2 separate regions of the Arachis hypogaea genome follow, and region 2 is linked to region 1. The links are chromatin contacts, called in public Hi-C maps. All regions are on one chromosome and are shown on one strand. Each heading gives the region's core, a stretch centred on a gene start, on an enhancer-like site or on the middle of the called end of the contact. The rest is flanking DNA. Distances are from core to core; before and after follow the strand shown.

Region 1 (3,733 bases), core at 504-3,003:
TTATTTTTCTCCAATATTATTCTCTTTGTCTTTTTTTTCAATGGCTTTTACTAATATCTATATATTTGCCTTTTTTTATTAATTGAAAAATAAAGAAGAATAAAACTAAAGAATAGAAAATTTAATGTAAAATCATGAAGAAGAAGAAAGAGGAGGTTAGACTCGAAAGCTATGAAGACCAAATGGTATGTTCACTCTCTTTACTTCAATTTCTGGCCGTTTATCCTTTTAAATAAGAGTAAAGCTTCCAAATTTTGAGATTGGTTGAACATCTTTGACTTTGTTCTTCTTTCCTAAAAGTTAGAGCAGAAACACAGAGAAAAAATGAGACAGCAGCAGTGATTAGAGTTGGCTTGAATTCTTATCTAGCTATTTCTCTTTCTTCCTTTTTCTTTGACTTCAAAAATCTAAAAACATTGATCCATTCTTTAGCTTCAAGTTTTAATTGTGACTTTTGATTTTCAACAAAGATACAAAACTTTCACTTTCTTCTTCTTACCCGAATGGTACATGTATGAAAAGGACAATTTCAATAAACTAGAATGATAACACAAAAATAAAATTATTGCTACGCTGATTTTTCTTCTGATCTAACCTTTGATTTTATTTTTCTTTTAGTTTTAACTTTTGACTTTTTTTTCTCTTTTTTCTTTTCAATGTCAATACTTTATAATTTTTTTTTTTTTTTAATGCTTGAACTCTATTTTAAACATTTCTGTTTTACTTGTGAAATTTTTTTTTTTTTAATTTAGGGTTAGTCACGTAAGTTACAATTAGAAGAAAGAAGAAAGAAGAGAATATTTAGTTAGAATGTTAGATACATTTGACATAGATCAGCAATGAGGATGAGTGCAGTCTATGGTCATTTAAACTTGTTATTAAACATATTAATTTTCTGCATAATAAATACATACATCAGCAACACTTGTAAGCTTTTAACCTAAAACTATAATATTAATCATCACTAAATTAATAATAATAATAATAATAATAATAATAACAATAATAATAATAATAATACATCTTCTTATTCCATAAAAAAAATCAAAATAAAAAAAAGCTCAAAAACAATTACAAACCATTCCCATCTTAGATACTTAAAATCGAAACCTTGACCACACAGATTATATAAGGGCTCCTTCTTCACGTCACACCTCATCATTCTTTTTGTAACATTTATCCATGAGAATTGAGATCCATCAGAAATGCTTTATTTGTCCGATCCATTTGACTATTTGGCCGCAGTTATCCATACAGTAGTAGTGTATATATACTATACATAGTAGCGCTCAAACATTTTGGGTTAAACGTGAACAATTTTTATAATAACTCAAATTGTTAAACTAGAATTTGCTTCTAGCGTTCATATTAAATAGACTTATCTATTAAAATTTTTTTTAAAAAAAATAAATTTTAAATCTTCAGTGTATTTATTGAAAATAAAAATTACAATAATAATAATAATAATGATAATAATAATAATAATAAAGAATTTTAATTCATTCTCTAATTATTCTCTTAATAACTTCTTAAAATAAATCAAAATCGACTTTTTAATTATTTTTTATGTTTCCAAAAGTAATATATATTTGAATGACTTTTTTTATGAATTAGATACACAGTATTTTACTCACAATAATATGTACCTTGAAATCTCATTTTAACTAAAATCTAACTAAAAAAGATAATCATTATTAATTTGAAATTTGATTAGTATGTAGATAAAGACCCATGCCTCCCAACCGTGCGTACTTGTTGCCTCTATATATACCATCTAACTCCAACGTATCCTTCATTAACTTTGAACAAAGAGAACACAACACCGCAAGCTACCCTATTCTTCCATTTAATAATTTCCTCGTTCTCTTCACCCGCAAACTACTGCGGGAACTTGAATAATCCTTTGTTATCATCACCAATTAAAGAAGAAAAAGCTAGCTAAGGCGCTATAATAATATTGTATGGAGATTAGTGCTTCTATATCTACCTTATTATTATTACTATCATGGATGTGCTTCCTCCTCTTGTTCTTATTCTTCTTCTCAAATCTTCTAACAAAGAAACGAGACAAAGTCGAAAACGTAGCTAATAAGCCTAAGCTTCCACCTGGTTCAATGGGTTGGCCTTACGTTGGAGAGACTCTTCAGCTTTATTCGCAGGACCCTAACATCTTCTTCGCGTCCAAACAGAAAAGGTTCTTAAAACTATCAAAGAATAGGTTCTGTTAGACATAAATAAATAAGTTTATTGATATTATTACTAACCTATTTATTGTTCGTATGGTGTGCAGATATGGGGAGATTTTTAAGACACACATACTAGGTTGTCCATGCGTGATGCTGGCGAGTCCCGAGGGTGCGCGGTTTGTGTTGGTGACACACGCGCACTTGTTCAAGCCAACATACCCAAAAAGCAAAGAGAAGCTCATAGGTCCTTCTGCATTGTTCTTCCACCAAGGCCACTACCATACCCTTATAAGGAAGCTTGTCCAGAACTCCCTATCCCCCGACACCATCCGCCGACTCATCCCGGACATCGAGACCGAGGTTGTTTCCTCCTTGGAATCCTGGGTCTCCGCCGGAGACGTCGTCAACGCCTTCCAAGAAATGAAAAAGGTTCCTTTCATTACTTACTTTCTAAAAATATAATCATTCATGTACATCTTCTCTTAACAACAGTATATTTTTGATGTGATGAATGCGATAATAATAAAAATAAAATTAAGGTATCCATTAATATTGTCTCTTTTGATGATTTAATTTTATTGCATTGCGTTAGATTTGGATTTGGATTTTGTTATTATTTGTTGATTCGTTCCTCATAAATATATGGGTCCTCCATTATTATTGTAAGGTCATGATCTATATTATTGATTTTTCTAACTCACTTGTTGACAGTTCTCTTTCAACATTGGGATCCTCTCAGTGTTTGGTAACTTGGAAGGAAATTATAGAGATCAGCTTAAAGAGAACTACAGCATAGTTGAGAAAGGCTACAATTCTTTCCAAACAATGATTCGTGGAACTTCATACTCCAAAGCACTCTTGGTAAGCTTTTTCTACATTATTTTCTTTTAAAGAAAAATAATCAAAAGTCTTATTACAATTGAAACCTACTCATCTTTTTCTTTTAACATTTTTAATTTGACAGTATACAACCTGTATTTTCCATGTTTATGTAATATGGTTGGGTTTTTAAGAAAAAAAAAGCAGTTAACACTTACAGTAGAACTTATTACAATTGAAAAATTAAAAAGAAATAAAAACAAGTAAAATGTTCCATTCTTCACGTATTTAATGTTTTCTCTTTTTTGTTTAAATATGTTAAAGGCTAGGAAGAGGATCAGGGAGATAATAAGTGAAATAATTAGCAAGAGGAAGGAGCAAAGATTGATGGAGAAGGATCTATTGGGTCACATGTTGAACTACAGAGATGAAAAGGGGAAAACATTAACGGATGAACAAATAGCAGATAACGTTATTGGGGTTCTGTTTGCGGCTCAGGACACAACAGCAAGTGTTCTAACATGGATTCTCAAATATCTTCATGATGACCAGAAACTTCTTGAAGCAATCAAAGTAAGTTATTAGTTCATCAAGTTTAATTTTTCATGTTTTGCTTTTTGTCCCCATGGAAAGATTTTCCAAATCTATGTAGGCCATAATAAATTAAACCGTTGAAATTATTTATTTATTTATTTATTGATGAGTCAACAGTATAATATAATGGGATT
Region 2 (4,264 bases), core at 1,591-4,090, 290 kb before region 1:
ACTAATGAAAACATCCCTAAAAGTAACTAGATCCTACTAAAAACATACTAAAAACAATGCCAAAAAGCGTATAAATTATCCGCTCATCAATCATCGTACATCAACATTCACAACTCATCAACCATTATAATTCAAACTTATCCTATAGGTCGCTAGCCTAAGTGTCCATGAATATTATATACTACATAGAGGAAACAGAAACCATACCTTGACCGATTCCTAATATATCCAAAACTCAAAATTGAGCACAAGCAAGCTCTCAACCACAATCCAAGCTTTCAATGTAACTCCAACAAGTACCAATAAGCTCCAAAAGCTCCCAAACTCACAATAATCAAGCTATATACATATAAATCACCACAAATCAACCTAGGGCTCAACATAAACATAATCTCACAAAGGCTCAAGAGCTCTTATTTCCCAATAGCTTTGGAAGCAAAATCCCAATGTTAAGCAAGGATTAGAGTAAACCTAAACATCCAAAATCACAAAAACTCACTTAATCAAAACCCTAGATTTTCGAAATTTTGAGGAGAATAACTGAGAGGGATTCGAGCTTTCCCTACTAGTTTCTTATATGGGTTTTGTAGAGCTCTTCACAAGGAATGCATAGCCGCAAACGGTGCGGCAATCGGAGCTTTGTAGCTCAATATATGAGCTTGAGAAGATGATGATGAATAGTGTTCAATCTCTTCTCTTCTCCTTCTTTCAATTTCTTATGTGTGTGTGTTTGTGAGAGGGTAGGGTTCATTAATGAGCCCTTATATATGTTAGGCTTGGGTCCAACTTGGGCCCGGTCCAATCCGTTAGCGTTTTTATCCCGTTTAGCCTAACTTCGGGCCAAACCTTTAAAGTTAACGTCCGGTTTTTTATTTTTAATATTTTTCTAAGGTTTTTTGACTTTTTCCACTATTTCTCGTGCGGCACCGGGTAGACTTGAACTGGTTCAATCGGTTCAACTGCCGGTTCGTGGGTTTTCACGATTTTTCACAGAAAACACATTTTCTGACTCAGAAAAACCCACTGAGTTCAAAAATCACATTTAAATCCTCAAATTCTCACTCTAACTTTTTAGAAGCTAATTTGGGCAATATAATCACTTAATTAACCGGTTGATTAGTTGCGGTTCTTACATGCGCAACCTAGAGACAATGTGCAGTTTAGCTACTGGATGTGTTAGGCTCTGGCGATTTAACCGACACTTGAGCTCACGGCAAGTAGGACAGGCATGCATCATATTGCATTTGTTTTCTTTGTCTGGGTGTGCTTAAGTATTTTGGTTTGCATATCTAATGTTTTCTGTCTAATTGTTATTTGTTGTACTGGTTGTAATTGCTCTCTGATTGTGTTTGTCTTGCATTATTTGTGTCTGTTATTGATTTTATTTTGTGATTGAGTTTTAATGATGATTTGTTTTGAATTGGGCCGTAGGCCGAGTTGATTTGATTTTGGGCCAACGGCCGAGTTGATTTAATTTGAGCCAGAGGTTGAGTTGATTAGATTTGGGCCGGAGGCCGAGTTGATTTGATCAATGGTAAGTATTTTGGTTAAAATGGTTTCTTAGTAAGCGGTGAAATGTATGAAATGTTATTTTGCGTGAAATTTTTATAAGAAAATATGAGTTTTATATTTGATTAATGAACTGATGATCACTACGTGTGAAAATAGTTTTATTTAGAATATCTTCTTGTAACAATTCTTAAAAACCCTTTACTGAGAACCCTTTTGAGGACGATGTTCTCACCCTCCTACAGACTTCTCTTTTCAAGACGGACGAAGAAGCCTGCAAAGTTTTTGCTAAGTTCTTAGATATGTTATTTTTTCTTGTATACATATGTTATAGATTTCAATTGCCTTTATTATTATAATTTTTTAAGAGGGATAGGAGTTGTATGATTTGTTTGTATATAATATGTATAAGTTACTTGTATAAGAAGTTTTGGATATATACATGTTGGTAAAATTTTAACAGTATTTCTGATTTTTTCAACAAAACAGCGATACGTTTTCGAGTCAAAGGCTAATATCTTATTATTAAGTATATAGAAGTCATCATAATACTCCTCACTATCAGAGTGGCGCAGCCGGAAGCGTGACATTCTGGTAGTAAGGGCACGTCACTATCGGCGTTAAGCTCCAACAACGGAAAATATACGAAGGACTACATTTGTGTACTTGTTTGAATTTGGGGGACTAAATTATAGCAATTAAAAAGTTAAGGATTAAATCATTGCAGCTTACCAATTTTAGAGACCAAACTGGGACTTAACTCGACAAGTAGATATGAACAAATTTTTTTACTAATCCACCGCGGTATTGAGTTCTATTTAAGGGTTTATTATTAGCCAATGAATTGCTGTATATACAAAGTGGGATTCAAACCCCAATACTTATTTAAGTGGACTAGTGAGCTAACTATTAGACCAATCTAACTTGGTTAGACACGAACAAAAATTTACCACATATCAAATTGAATATAGATATGTTACTATAAATCTTTTTTTTTTTTTTTGTGACTATACGTTACTATAAATTTGTGAATAGTGGAGTAAATTTCTGTATTTTCATTAAAACCTTGATATAGGGGTGACTAGGCAGAAAAATAACGGAAGTGGGGTGGTGATCTCTTACATGAGATGGCAACGTGGAAATCGCGGCCACACATGAGGCACTTGTTCCAATATGAGAGGTAACTTTCCCCTGAGCTCCAAGGCCCTTAAGGCATGACCAAAATCCACGTCATAAATATAGGATAATGGGAGTCCCTTTCTCCCTCATAGACTCATCGTAATCACTTTCTTAAGCCACCCATCGAAGCATGAAATGCCGACGCTATTCAATTCGCCGCATGTATTTGTTCCAAAATCCAAATAATTATAAAAAATAAATAAATAAATAAATAGAGGCACCTACTACTGCTGCTAATAATCTTTCAGCTTTTCAGATTTTGTTTGTCTTCTTTTGGTACAAACCTAGCGGGCACCTTGTTTTCCGTTTTGTTCTCTTTCTTTTTGTAGCAATTCTATCTATAGAGATGACAATGAGATGGATAGTGATCTATTTTTGTCCTACCTAACCTTTTTCTGTCCTAAAATAATTTTGTATAAAATTCCTTTATTTTCATTTGTAGTTAGTAAAAAATTAAATCTTAATATGTCTCGTTTTTATAATATTAAAATTTAATAAATAAAATTAAATTTTAAATTTCATATATTTATATTTTATATATATAATATAAATTAAAATAAAAAATTTAAAAATAATACAATATTATTAATTATTTTACTAATTATTTTATATATATTACATATATTATATATTAAAATTATATATATATATATATATTAAAACGGATACATAGGAGCGAAAATTTTCTAAACCCGACCTCTCCCGCCCCCCATTTGAGTAGATAATTATTCCTCACGAATAGATAGAGACAGATGCAAATACTTGCGATTCTAGATAATATTGTCATTATTATTGTCCATATTTTATTCCATTATCTTTGCTACACTAGTATGTTACTAGATTTTATCTAATCATAGGTTGGTTCTTATAATTTAATAATGTGTTAAATATAATATATTTTTAATTAGTTACCATTGTAACAAATTATTTAAAAACGATTACAATTTTTACAAAAATATTTTAGATATTTATTTATATTTATTGTTTAATAACATAATTGATTATTAGAATAATAAAAAAATTTAAAATAAAATAATCAAATCTATTATAACAAAATAATCAAATATTTTTATAGTCATATAATTAATTTTTTTATAAATATTAAATATATTTTTTTTTACAAAGATGATTGAATGGTGATTAAATTTTTGTGTCTAACCGTTCATGTAGAATAATTGTAATTATTAAAGTAATAATAATCACTTAATCAAAAGATGTTACCATATTTTAATATTTTGACTACCACTAGAAAAGCATAATATATATATATATATATATATATATATATATATATATATATATATATTTATTTATTTATTTATTTGGCAGCACCTTTAAATGTTTGGAAAATAAAAATGACAAACGTACATCTCAACCCAGACTCAGTAGTGCTGCTTAACAATAACACCTATCGTCCCACTATATATTCTTGAGGTAAGAAAGTGACCTTGCTTTCGCAGACTCAATGGAGAAGCCACTTTATTTGGATTTAGATTGAGATCAAGCATTGTGGTCGGAGAGAGTAGCAGCTACAGCTATTAGCTGATTCACTGATCTTATCAATGATGAAAGCGAA

The links. A called contact is a pair of places that touch in the nucleus more often than the background predicts.
Region 2: a contact with region 1 is called in a Hi-C map of an unstated tissue, with 2.9 times the contacts expected there. The contact joins the enhancer-like site here to the promoter of LOC112785268 in region 1. A contact is called at or near these places in 4 of 8 Hi-C or Micro-C datasets (leaf and an unstated tissue).

The regions. Positions count from the first base shown.
Region 1 is chr20:50,104,572-50,108,304 of arahy.Tifrunner.gnm2.J5K5, reverse strand. LOC112785268 (abscisic acid 8'-hydroxylase 4) reads left to right here and starts at 1,753. Exons shown (of 9, transcript XM_025828726.2): 1 at 1,753-2,194; 2 at 2,291-2,615; 3 at 2,898-3,047; 4 at 3,330-3,578. The coding sequence starts at 1,962.
Region 2 is chr20:50,399,172-50,403,435 of arahy.Tifrunner.gnm2.J5K5, reverse strand. No RefSeq gene overlaps it. Among protein-coding and RNA genes, the nearest start is that of LOC112782974, 24 kb to the left of the region's middle. Within about 2 kb of position 2,840, at least 2 of the 3 cell types and tissues checked have open chromatin away from gene starts, as enhancers often do.